Regions from separate parts of the Mus musculus genome. Here region 1 is linked to region 2. Evidence: chromatin contacts called from public promoter capture Hi-C data. All regions are on one chromosome and are shown on one strand. Each heading gives the region's core, a stretch centred on a gene start, on an enhancer-like site or on the middle of the called end of the contact. The rest is flanking DNA. Distances are from core to core; before and after follow the strand shown. Region 1 holds the start of C1galt1c1 (C1GALT1-specific chaperone 1). Region 2 holds the start of Rhox11 (reproductive homeobox 11).

Evidence for each region. Promoter capture Hi-C pulls out the DNA fragments that hold promoters and counts their contacts.
Region 1: a contact with region 2 is called in a promoter capture Hi-C map of pre-B cells. The contact joins the promoter of C1galt1c1 here to the promoter of Rhox11 in region 2. A contact is called at or near these places in 4 of 39 promoter capture datasets (the 3T3-L1 cell line, hippocampal neurons, liver and 1 more).

The regions. Positions count from the first base shown.
Region 1 is chrX:38,631,660-38,637,466 of GRCm38.p6, reverse strand. It overlaps C1galt1c1 (C1GALT1-specific chaperone 1), which reads left to right and starts at 2,324. Exons shown (of 2, transcript NM_021550.3): 1 at 2,324-2,489; 2 at 5,344-5,807. The coding sequence starts at 5,350. It overlaps Gm52440 (a long non-coding RNA gene), which reads right to left and starts at 2,179. Exons shown (of 2, transcript XR_003953098.1): 1 at 2,038-2,179; 2 at 1-99. It also overlaps the pseudogene Gm18436.
Region 2 is chrX:38,083,181-38,089,168 of GRCm38.p6, reverse strand. Rhox11 (reproductive homeobox 11) reads left to right here and starts at 4,030. Exons shown (of 3, transcript NM_198598.2): 1 at 4,030-4,550. The coding sequence starts at 4,192.

The DNA of each region.
Region 1 (5,807 bases), core at 1,075-3,574, 550 kb before region 2:
ATCTCACCTATACGACCTGGCTAAGGGATGAGCAGTAGACAAAGTGCTCTTGATCTGTCTTCAACTTCCCACTGGTGTGGAAATTCCACTCGTTTCAATCTACAAAGGAAACTTCAGTTGTTTCAATCTTTATAAGGCTGCACCATGTGTTGATTTTCATTGCTAACATAAGTATTTAATTATACATAATCACACAGAGAGGAAAAAAAGAATCAACACTCACTCCCTGTCAAATAGTGTGCTACCAGCAAAGAGAGAGGGCAGTGCTGGCCGTAGAAGGCTATAAAACGAGGAACTTTTCCTAGCCGTCTCTGGGAATGAGTCCAGTTTAGGAAATCTATGAGAAAGCATTGGAAATGAATAGATGAAAATTGAATTCACTGGCCGGGCTTCATTCAACACAAATGTAAATAGAGATTTGGCAAAAATAACCCAGTACCTAATTCAAATGAGAAAACTTTCACTGTAATGGAGGACAGCTGATCCTTTGAGTAAGAGGGCAAAAAAAAAAAAAAGGAAAAAAAAAGGAAAAAGGAAGAAGAGAAGAGAGGGGAGAGGCACTGATATTCACAGTGCCACTGAGAAGGGATTACTGGAGAGACTGAAACAAAGTAGTCCAACAGTGTTCCCATTCATGACTTTCACAAGTCTCTGGAGAAACAGAAGGCAGATGCTGAGGGAAAAGATGAGGAAGATGTGGGCCAAAGAGTTTGTGGAAGAATATGAGGTGGTGTTTGGTTTTTTTGTTTGTTTGTTTGTTTGTGATATGGATAAATTGGATGCCAGCCGTGAAGAGGAAAAAGGAAAGGCACTTAATGCATAGCACAAAGACAAAGCCCTCTTCAAAGGCCTGCTGCAGAAAAACCAGGCCCGTGTAGAATATGTGCAGGACACAGACAGAACCACTCCATTTGTCTTTGCCTTGTAAACAGCACTGAACACTGGGAATGTGTTTAGCTCAAACACAAACATGCCACCCCCCAAAAAAAGAAAAGCAAGGTTTGTCAGGAATATGACACCCCGATTAAGATACTACTGCCAGAATAGTAATTTCTTGCAATCTAGATGTCATTACAAGACTTCCTGAACTTTCCATTGTACTTAAGGCATTGCCAGTCACCACTCAAATGTATGAGTTTCCAGGAATTCAGGCCCAAGTCACTTCTCGGTGTTCCCCGAACCAAATCTAGTGACAGAACCTTTTGAATAGCTATAAGGCTGGCCTTTAACTGCTAGTCCTTCTACCTTGGCCTCCCTAGTGTTGGCATTACAAGTGTGACCGAATAGCACCAGCTACAAAAGAGCACTTCAAGAGACTAGGTATGCCGGCTAGTGGTGGTGCATGCCTTTAACCCCAGCACTTTGGAGGCAGAGGCAGGTGGATTTCCGAGTTTGAGGCCAGCCTGGTCTACAGAATAATAATTTCTGTTAATAATAATAATAATAATGTGAGTTCCAGGACAGCCAGGGCTATACAGAGAAATCCTGTCTCGAAAAAACAAAAAACAAAACAAACAAAAAAAATGAGACTAGGTATTTATTGGGGGGTTCTGTAGTCCTACTTTGACCTGGAGTCTACACTCAACTCTGCATTTGACTTATTGGCTAGCCCTTTGAAAGCACCCCTTATCCTGTACTGGGCTTGGTTCTCCATCTGTATTTCTAACACTCATTAACTCCTCAAATATTTGCTTATTGCATCCTGGCACTATCTGCTAGCAATACAGGGTGGAATACACAGAACCAACATTTACTGAATGCTTACTTTACACTTCACCTTTTGCTAGGGGAGTTATGTACACTAACTGATAACCTGTGAGATATTTTCCAAACACAACAAAGGAAGGAACAGAGGCAGCGTGAAAATGAAGTCACTTCTCCAGGATAGCAAAGCACTTGGCTGAAGGATCACTTCTAGGCTATGTGGCTTCGAAACCTACCACCCGTGTAACCACAGCCAATTCTTGCTCCCCAAAGCGATGACAATTTCAATGACTTGCATTTTGGTTCCAGGCCAGGAATACTGGGAGGAATTACCTTCTTGTCACCACAAGGGTACCAACACATTAGAGTAGGTTAGAGGAATGATCTAGAAATCTACATCAGGTAAGCAGCAGCTCTCTTCCGCACTCCGGCAGTTTCCACGCCCGTAGGCAGACCGAGGAAGGGAGCGTGGGCGGGCCTTAAAACACGCACGCCCCTCGGGGCATCCCATTGGGTACAGCTGAGCATGTCGGGGCGGGCCCTTTCCGAGTCTCACGGAGCCCGCCCCCCACGCCGTTCCCAGCTCTCGCCCCGCCCCACCCCGCCCCGCCCCGCCCCCACCCTCGTCAGCTTCCTCTGTTGCTCCGTCATTAATGACACCAACGAGAGGATACCGCCTGCGTCTAGAGCAGCCTGGTTCCGAGCGTAACAGAGTGGGCCTTGGACCTCTCACGTCCAAGCCTCGTGAGGCAGCGCTTTCCTGCCCTGGAGCCGTTCTAGATGCGGTGAGTGCCAAAACCTCGGCCCCCACTTCAAGCACAACCCAGAGCTACTGCTTCCCTCCCTCCCCTGGGAAGGCCAGGGCCCTAGCCTGGGCCCTAGCCCGTTCCCAGCATGCTCCACTAGGGATGCCTTGGCAGGTGCGGCGGGAGGACCCAGCGGGAGTGGGGAAAGCAGCCTTCCGAGAGCTTCTCCCTTGGCCCTTCAGTGGGACACTGATATCCATCCTGGTACCCAGTCTCCATTTTGATCTCCATCCACTTTCTCCTTCTAAAAACAGAAAAAGAAAGAAAGTTTGTCGCAAAAACATACTTTCTGCTTTCTCTTGTGTGTGCGTTTTAAGTTCCCTCCTCTGTACAAAAATATCCCATCGTGCGGATTGTTGGTGTTACTTTTTTTTTTTTAATTCCTCAGCGGAGAAAAAAAAATGTTAGGATAATTTGTACAAATAATTTTGTGTAGAATTAGTAGACGTTTTGAGTTTTAATAGTATTTTTGCCGTTAGGAGGAAAAATTCTGGAAATTTTTGACACAAAATCATATGAAGGTACTTGTCTGGATTGTTGAGTATTGGCCAGAAATAATGATCATGTGATAAGAACTGCAATTATAACAAGTAATATAAAGGTGAACTTTACAATGCTGTTTTGAGGCATAGCTTTTCTGTTCTTTCTCCTTTCCTATGGGAAGTGTTTATTGACCAAGTTCTCTGGATTACAGAGGGAAACTACCATCTTGCCTTCCCCCACCCACTTCCCCACACACTCTTAGAAACTGCACCTGTCCTTCAAACAGCTGTCTTTGTGGTAAAAGTCAAAGTTCATTTCTTTTATAAGAAAACAATAGGAGCCAGAAGTGTTGCCACACACAAGTAATACCAGCACATGGACAAATGAAACGAGAGGATCACAAGTTCAAGATCAGCTGGAGATACATAGTGAAACCCTATCTCACATCTTAGAAAAGGGGACAGGAAGGGGGGAGACAGGGTCAGTGTAGTATCCTTGTAGCATTATGGGAAAATTTGGTGCAAGCATCAATTATGTTTACTAGATCCACATGTCGCGTTTATAGGTCACTTCTACCACTGATAGCCTTTGTGACTTTAGATCAGCTATTTAACCTTTATGGTTCTCCATTTCCCCATTTAAAAGAAGTCTTTGTGTGACACTAGAGGGGGTCCCAGCGTTGAGTATTAAGGTCAGATGGGGCAGACATTTGGTAGCCTGCTCTATCACTCTCCCCTTTATTCTTCCTGAACCAGGAAATATGTTGAAGGCCAGCAGGCCCCAATGAGCTCCTGCCTCCAACCCCACAGTGCTGGGGTTAGACATGGCTTCCTGCCTTGCCCAGCTTTTTATATGGGCACTGGGTATGGAACTCAGGTCCTCAGGAAACTCAGGTCCACCGAATCATCTTTCCAGCCCCATTTTTTTTAAATTGACACATAACTGGACATATTCTTTAAATGAGAGAAATGACCTCAGGTAACAGCTTCTAAGGTCCTTTTCAACCGTAAGAGACACCGTGGAAGTAGAAGGAGTCCAGTGAAACTTTGAAGAGTTGCAGAAGAGACTGGGGAACATTCAGTCTTGACGAGCAACAATGTAAACCATAATATTGTCAGCTGTTTTGTTTACATTGGCTCTCCTTCCACTTTCTAATTGAAATTAAAATACAGAAGGTTCCCCTCTCCTCCTTTTTATTTATTTTTTAACTTTCTCAAGGAATTAAGTATCTTTCGAGGAGCTAAAAATAGTCACAAATGTTCCCCAAATAATGCCTATATTGACTTCTTTCTCCAAACAACTTTCCATCGTGGGCTTTTATTACATCATTAATTGATATACTATGTAGTAAGACATTTAGTCTTAGGGGCAGAGTGTTAATTATAACATATGCTACTAACCACATGAAATGTGTTTTAGATTGCTTAAAATACCTCAGGACATTAACTACCAGTTAAATCAAGCAGTAGGTTGAAGGAGAAATTTGATACTGGTGGTGGTGGTGGTGGTGATCATCATCATGGTCGTCATGGTGGAGGAGGAGGTGGCAGTGGTGCTGGTGGTGATGGCTGCGGTGGTGGTGGCAGCAGCTGAGGCAGAAGTTGTGGTGGCTGTAGCTAAGGTATGGTGGTGAGAAACCTTTAATTCCAGCACTCAGGAGGCAGAGGCAAGTGGATCTCTGAGTTCAAGGCCAGCCTGGTCTACAGAGTGAGTTCCAGGACAGCCAGGGCAACACAAAGAAACCCTGGGCCAAAAAAAAAAGCCAAAAAATGAAAGAAAGAAAGAAAGAAAGAAAGAAAGAAAGAAAGAAAAGAAAGAAGGAAAGAAAGAAAAGAAAGGAAGAAAGAAAGAAAGGAAGGAAGAAAGAAAGAAAACGAAGAAAGAAAAGAGAAATTTGAGTTTAAATTGAGTATCTGTTCAACTTACAGGTCTGGATGTAGAAGCTCTTTTATAATTAGCCAGAAGTACTAACAGGGCAAGTTTGCCATACAAAATATTTAGAGAACGATGGAAAAACATTGTTTATCACATTAGTTTCTAGGCTAATGCTTTCACTTGCCACTTTGTTAAATAAATGATGGATAAAATTACTCCTCTACACATACATACACACACACACACACACACACACACACACTACAAATTCCAATCCTTGAATGAGTTTCTATAATGTTGCAGTTTCGACCCAATGCCAGTGGAAGGATACTGAGTACTTGTCACAGTATGCTTCTCACCTGATTTTAAGCATGTGGACCTTTGGTTTTTAAACATTAAGAACAAATGTAAGTATATGAGAAATAACCAAGTAAAATTATTAGACTATGTATTTGAAAAGTCTTTTTCTTTGCAGGAAAAAATGCTTTCAGAAAGCAGTTCCTTTTTGAAGGGTGTGATGCTTGGAAGCATCTTCTGTGCCTTGATCACTATGCTAGGCCACATTAGGATTGGAAACAGAATGCACCACCATGAGCATCACCATCTGCAAGCCCCTAACAAAGACGATATCTCGAAAATTTCAGAGGCTGAACGCATGGAGCTCAGTAAGAGTTTCCGGGTATACTGTATAGTTCTTGTAAAACCCAAAGATGTGAGTCTTTGGGCTGCAGTGAAGGAGACTTGGACCAAACACTGTGACAAAGCAGAATTCTTCAGTTCTGAAAATGTTAAAGTGTTTGAGTCAATTAATATGGACACAAATGACATGTGGTTGATGATGAGGAAAGCTTACAAATATGCTTATGATCAATACAGGGACCAATACAACTGGTTCTTCCTTGCACGCCCCACTACTTTCGCTGTTATTGAAAACCTCAA
Region 2 (5,988 bases), core at 2,781-5,280:
TGGTGGCACTTCTATCTTTGAGGTAACTAAAAGTTTTCTAATTGTACTTAAGGCCTGTTTAGCAGAAGAGAAATTATGCTCAGTATTATAAATCTAGTCAACTGTGTGTATTTAGTGAGGTTACAGCTCTTAGAGTTGAACCTACTATATTGCCACTTTCCCAAACTAATATAATTTCTAACTTTCAATATTTATTTTAATACCCACAAACAAGGGTAGACGTCAGCTATGACTAAAGAAGTATCTGTTTTCATTAGGAGACCACTATATAAAGCCAAAGCTGTTCAAAATGCAGAGAATTACTCGCCAAGTGCTACCTAGCCCCCATTGTACACATTTACAGCTTAACTTACACGTTTTAGGCTGGAGGAATGTGGTGAAAGAGGGAACAGAAGGACTGTAAGATCTAGGAGATCAAGAAGTCTGCTGTGAGATTGTGTCTTCTGAATAAAAAGGGAAAGCTATAGCAATGCAATCTCAATAACTACTCTCGAAACAAAATGTTAATAATTCCAACACTAGTTGACACCCAAACATAGTGGGTGAAATCTTACCTGTCTCCACCCCTAGCTTCAATTGCTGATAAAGGGAGAAAAAGTCTTTCCTGGGAATGAGGCCCTTTATTTGTTGTCCAATACCAAGTGATCATTCCTAAATAACTACACTAAACAGACTCAGCAGTGTGTGTGTGTGCGCGCGAGTGTGTGTTTTCAAATGTATGTAGTAAAAATTAAAAAAAAAGAGGTCATAAATTATAGAGAGACAGAGAGTGTGAGGGAGAGAGGGAGAGAGGGAGAGAGAGGAAGGGAGGGAGGGAGGGAGAGGGAGAGGGAGGGAGGGAGGGAGAGGGAGGGAGGGAGGGAGAGGGAGAGGGAGAGGGAGGGAGGGAGGGAGGGAGGGAGAGGGAGGGAGGGAGGGAGGGAGAGGGAGAGAGTGCAGAGGCTTGGGATGGATGAGAGGAACAAGGGGAGAAATTCTGTAATTAGATTTTAAAATTTTTAAAAACTCTGAAATACAACATGAAGCTCAGAATCTCTGCTCAGGGGACCATAGTCATGTATACAGCTTGATGTGCTTCTACGTTTCTCCCCAAGTTATCCTACCATCAAAAGTCCTTCCACATATTCCCAAGACTGCTGCTCATATGAATAAGGAAATCCAAGAATTTTTTGATGGCTGCTTCTCACCTGTATGCATCTCCTGAGATATCAATGTAGTTATAAATCTAAAAGCAAAGGTGAGTGGTGAGAGCGGATTCCCTGGGGCCATCTGCCTAGTATTGCTGAACAACTCCTTCAGGGAAAGCCAATGCAGTCTCCATCGATGATGCAAGTTTGTCAGCCAACAATGGAGAGAATCATACTGCAGCATCAGCATCAGTGAGGATGCAGGTACCAGGACAGTTAAATTCTACATCTGGTTTCTAAATGGAAGATTTTTTAAAATCAAATTAGTGTGTTTATACAAGTTTGGACCTAGGAAAATTCATTCCTTTTAAGTTCATTTTTTTTCCTTTGTTACTTTATTCAGACCTGCCAGAAGCACTTTTTCAACATCTTAGGAAGAATTTTTCAGAAATATTCAAAAGTGTCTTTGTTTTTCACAGTGGTGAATAAATAGTATGGAATGCTTTGTCTTGTGTATTTCACTAAACAGTTTTTCCAGCGAGAACTCACTGATCTCCATACTAGCCAGAGAGAAAATTCACCAATTTAACTAGAGAAAAATGAGCCAGCTCCAGACACCAGTAAGCCTGTTTGGGAAATCTTTAGCAATTATTTCTCTAGTATCATACGAGAACTAAAGGACATTCCCTAAATTGGCTTGCAGAGCAGAAGCTGAAAGAACCTTACAAACATGCATGCAAAAGGCAAAGAACTCAGAAGCGGCTTAGGCCAAGGAGATGGTCTTCTTAGCAGCTCCAATCCAGTGCAGAAAATCAGGAAAGTACCTGAAAGTTCTGTATTGGGTCCTCTTTAGAATGCTGGAGAATCTACATTCTGATGCCAGACAATGATCACTCTGGAGATGGTAGAATTACTCAGAAAAAGAGAATTCATATGCGCACAGGATTTTCCTTTGACCTCATTATATCTGGTTTTCCAGTTGGAATAAGTCACCCATATTGAGGGATAATTCTCTCTAGAATTACCTCACCATCTCCCTCAAGTGTGCATCCTAGGTAATTCTAAATCCGGTTAAGCTAACAATCAAGGCCACAGACAAGGGAAGTGCCTCCCAAGACTTCAGAAAACATATCTCGCACAAGATGTCAGGAAGAAGTCTGCCGTCCTTCAAATCATATTTCAAAAGAAGCCTCTGTGCCGGGCAGTGGTGGAGCACCCCTTTAATTCCAGCACTTGGGAGGCAGAGGCAGGCAGATTTCTGAGTTCGAGGCCAGCCTGGTCTGCAAAGTGAGTTCTAGGACAGCCAAGGCTATAAAGAAAAACCCTGCCTCGAAAAACAAAAAAAACAAACAAACAAACAAACAAAAAAAAAGCCTCTGGCATCTTGGGTACACTGAAGAAAGCACAGAAAAGGGTACATGGCACAAAAGTAAGAAAATGGTAAGAGTAAGTTTTGTGATGTTAGAGCCAAGGTGTCGAGCTTGCTAGCTAATGCTACTGACTGTCTTGGCACTGTAGAGGAATTTAGATACGTCTCTCAGATGGAGACACAAGAAAAAGGCTAATGAAGAGTCACCAAGAGACACTTTCCAGATCATAGATAGAGAAGCAGGAACAAGCAGGTTGCCTTAGCAAGATTCAACTGAAGTCACCCTTGCAGCTTGGGGTAAGGTCGCCAGGAATAAGAGTGGTAGGCAGAATGATGGCCTCTCATGGACCCTATAAATCTCCTAACCTTGTAGTTTGTGGATATGGCTTCAGAAAATTCTGGATACCCAGTGACTCCTGAAAGTAATTAAAGTTTAGGCCATAAAAAACAAACAAACAAACAAAACGACAACCTTCTGTTCTGGAAGGCTCCCTGGTACACTAAAGAAGACCTCCCTAAACATTTTAAACTGTGACCTTTTTGGACCTGAAATTTTATGTGATCAAAGGTAAACAGGCACAAAACACTTGTACCCAAATCAAACACTGACTAATAATGAACCATGAAGACTTTTACTTTATATACTATAAAAGGGCCCCAGACATTAGCACAACTAACTCCATGATGGAAGTACCATTCAGGTAATAAAACTAAGCACATAGACAGTACCCTTCATCAAAATAAAAACAAAGATCTAATCTATCAAAGTCCATAGTTTTGGGAAAGTCTCCAAATGGACTGACCTTGCTTTTTTGGCTTCTGTAGTTCTGCTTCTGGCTAACTCTTCTTGTTAATTGAAATATGTCAGCCCAGGATGTGTTTTTTATGTTTGGTAGCTCATCCTGAGACAATCTGGGAGCTATACTGGGGTCACAAACACTTAAACTGGTGTCCAAGTATTCTTCTCTGGTGGATACAACAAAAATACATATACATCATATACATATAATTATATTCTTTGTTAAAATTGCAAACACATCTTTATATTTACACACATATGCTTTTATTTTTTTTTATACAAAATTAAATCATGGCCTAATTTGGCTTTCTAGGATGGAAAGGATCAGCCAACATTTTTTCAGAGTTGTTCCATTATTTTGACTTCATAATTTACATAATGAGAATGCTTCAAATAATAGGTAGTACAAAGAGATGAAGCTTTATTTAGGGTCACATAAAAATAGGAAATTATATCCTAAAACGGTAGTTTATTTAGTTATCTTATTTTTATTGATATTCTGCCTTCACATCTAAATCAGCCTAAAATGCATTCTAAGCCATAGTCAAGATCCTGTCTTAGACCCAGGGAAACTCCTTAACTGAGATCCAACTAGGGCTTCACTTCTCATATGAGTTAGAAAACTAACGTTCTGTTTTAAGTCGCCCTTTTTGCCACGCCCGTTTATGACAACTGTCTTATTCTATAGGGCAGATTCACACAAAGTTCTACCCCGTGTGTGCCTAAACTAGAGCCTCACACAGGTTTGTGAGTTGAAAGCCAGTAGCATCGGTGGAGGAGGACGAGTGTCTGTGTCAGAGAGGAACGTGTGTAGCCTAGGGTAACAATTTAGAGGGCTTCAAGGAGCAGAGCCCCATTGGAAACCACAAGAGTGTGCCTTCTGACGAGCATAGATCATGTCCCGTAAGTACTTCTACTTCGACTACGACTACTATGGGATGAGCTTCTGTGAGGAAGAAATCACGACTGAACCCGAGGAAAAGGTGGCCTACACATCAAACAGTGGCGGCTTCGCCGATGAAGTAACAGGCATCCCGAAAGAGGGCCACCAGAGCTCTATAGGCGAGCATAGCTGTGTCATGCCTAACACTCAGGACACTGGGCGAGAAGAGCCAGAGGAGACCAGTAAGGTGGCCGAGACCAGTGAGCAGTCGTTATTCAGGATTCCTCGGAAAGCATACAGATTTACACCTGGACAGCTGTGGGAACTGCAAGCAGTGTTCGTAGAAAATCAGTATCCAGATGCCCTCAAAAGGTGTGTGTTCCGGGTTTGTCCCTCGGGCTCTTTTTCCTCTCCCCTGACCCCTTTCCACTCTTGTTAAAATGTTTTAAAGTCTTTGAGATTCAGCACATAGATTCACTCACAGTGGCATACCTTTGTCCCTGAGGTACAATCTCCTCAGAGCTTCAGGAGACATAGCCTCAGCGGACGCGGCGGGAGTGCGCCCTCTAGCGAGCTCAAGCCGTAACAAAGACTGAATCTGAATAAAACCTAACTAAACCTACACGGCAGTAGTGGAGGGTTTTGCAAAGCAGTGGCAGGCCCCCTGCATGCATTTTGTTGCGAGGGCTACCAGGGTGGTCACAGCCTCTCTTTAGTTTTATTAAATCTAAATCGGGGTCTGTCTGAGTTGTGCAGGCTGGCCTTGAATCAACTCTGTATCCCTGCTCGCCGTCCTTGAACTTTTGACCCTCCTGTCTCAGCCTCTTGTCTTAGCTGAGATTACTGGCAGCAGGGTTGACCTCCTTCCCCTCTCGGCCTTAAACCCACGAAGTTTTCAGCTAACTTTGTGCTGGTGGTTGGGGAGAGTTATTATCGAGAGGTTCTGAGTGGAATTTGTTTTCTCTATCGGTTAAAGAATTGAAAGGCAGGAAAGGTTCCAGACTCGGCAGGCAGCAATAGGTAACAAAGCTATTAAAACGGAAATAAGACTGGTGCAAGGCAAGGCAGGCAGAGAGATGCCCCTCTACTAAGTAGATAGGGGCATCTGAAAATGAAATGTTTTTTTTTCATCTGGGGGTGTATGTGTCAGCCTACCAAAACTGCTCATTCTTAGACTAGTCGTTTTAGACAAAGAAAGGCAAGCTGACAGGTTCATAGCTTCATGTAAACTGAAATATGATCAGGACAGGCTTTGAACGTACCTGACCAGACTGCAGTGGTCAGCCAAAGGCAGGAGAAAAGGCCCACTAGGCCTTTGTCTCAGGTGAAGAAGGTGAAGAAGGAGCAGAAGGTTTCCCCTCTTACTCGTCTGAGGCCCCTTTCCCTAGCTGTCTTCAGGTCTGGGGTTTGTTTAGCTCTTAGTCCCCCCACGAGGAGACCTCTCCTGGAGGACTGGGGTTGCATGCTTGGTGCGAACGAGGTCCCTGGAATGCTCACTGACCACTCCTTCGGTTGCTTTCATTGAAAAGATTATCCTTAAATACAGAAACATAAAAGCCTAAACCAAATCTGAAGGTCAAAATTGAGCAGCCTGAAGTCTTGTCAAGTGGTTTGGGGACAGGTCTCTGGGATCTTCTCTATGATACCAAAGGAAAACCTGAACCCATTAAACAACTGCCCTTCCCATGTCCACAGGCTCTAGCTACCACTCTCCTGCCTTATTGCTCCTCTCTGGGTGCCTTGTCTAGGAACGTCACTTAAGGGAAATCAGACAGAATTTGTCTTTTCTGAGTTAACCTGCTTCAATTGG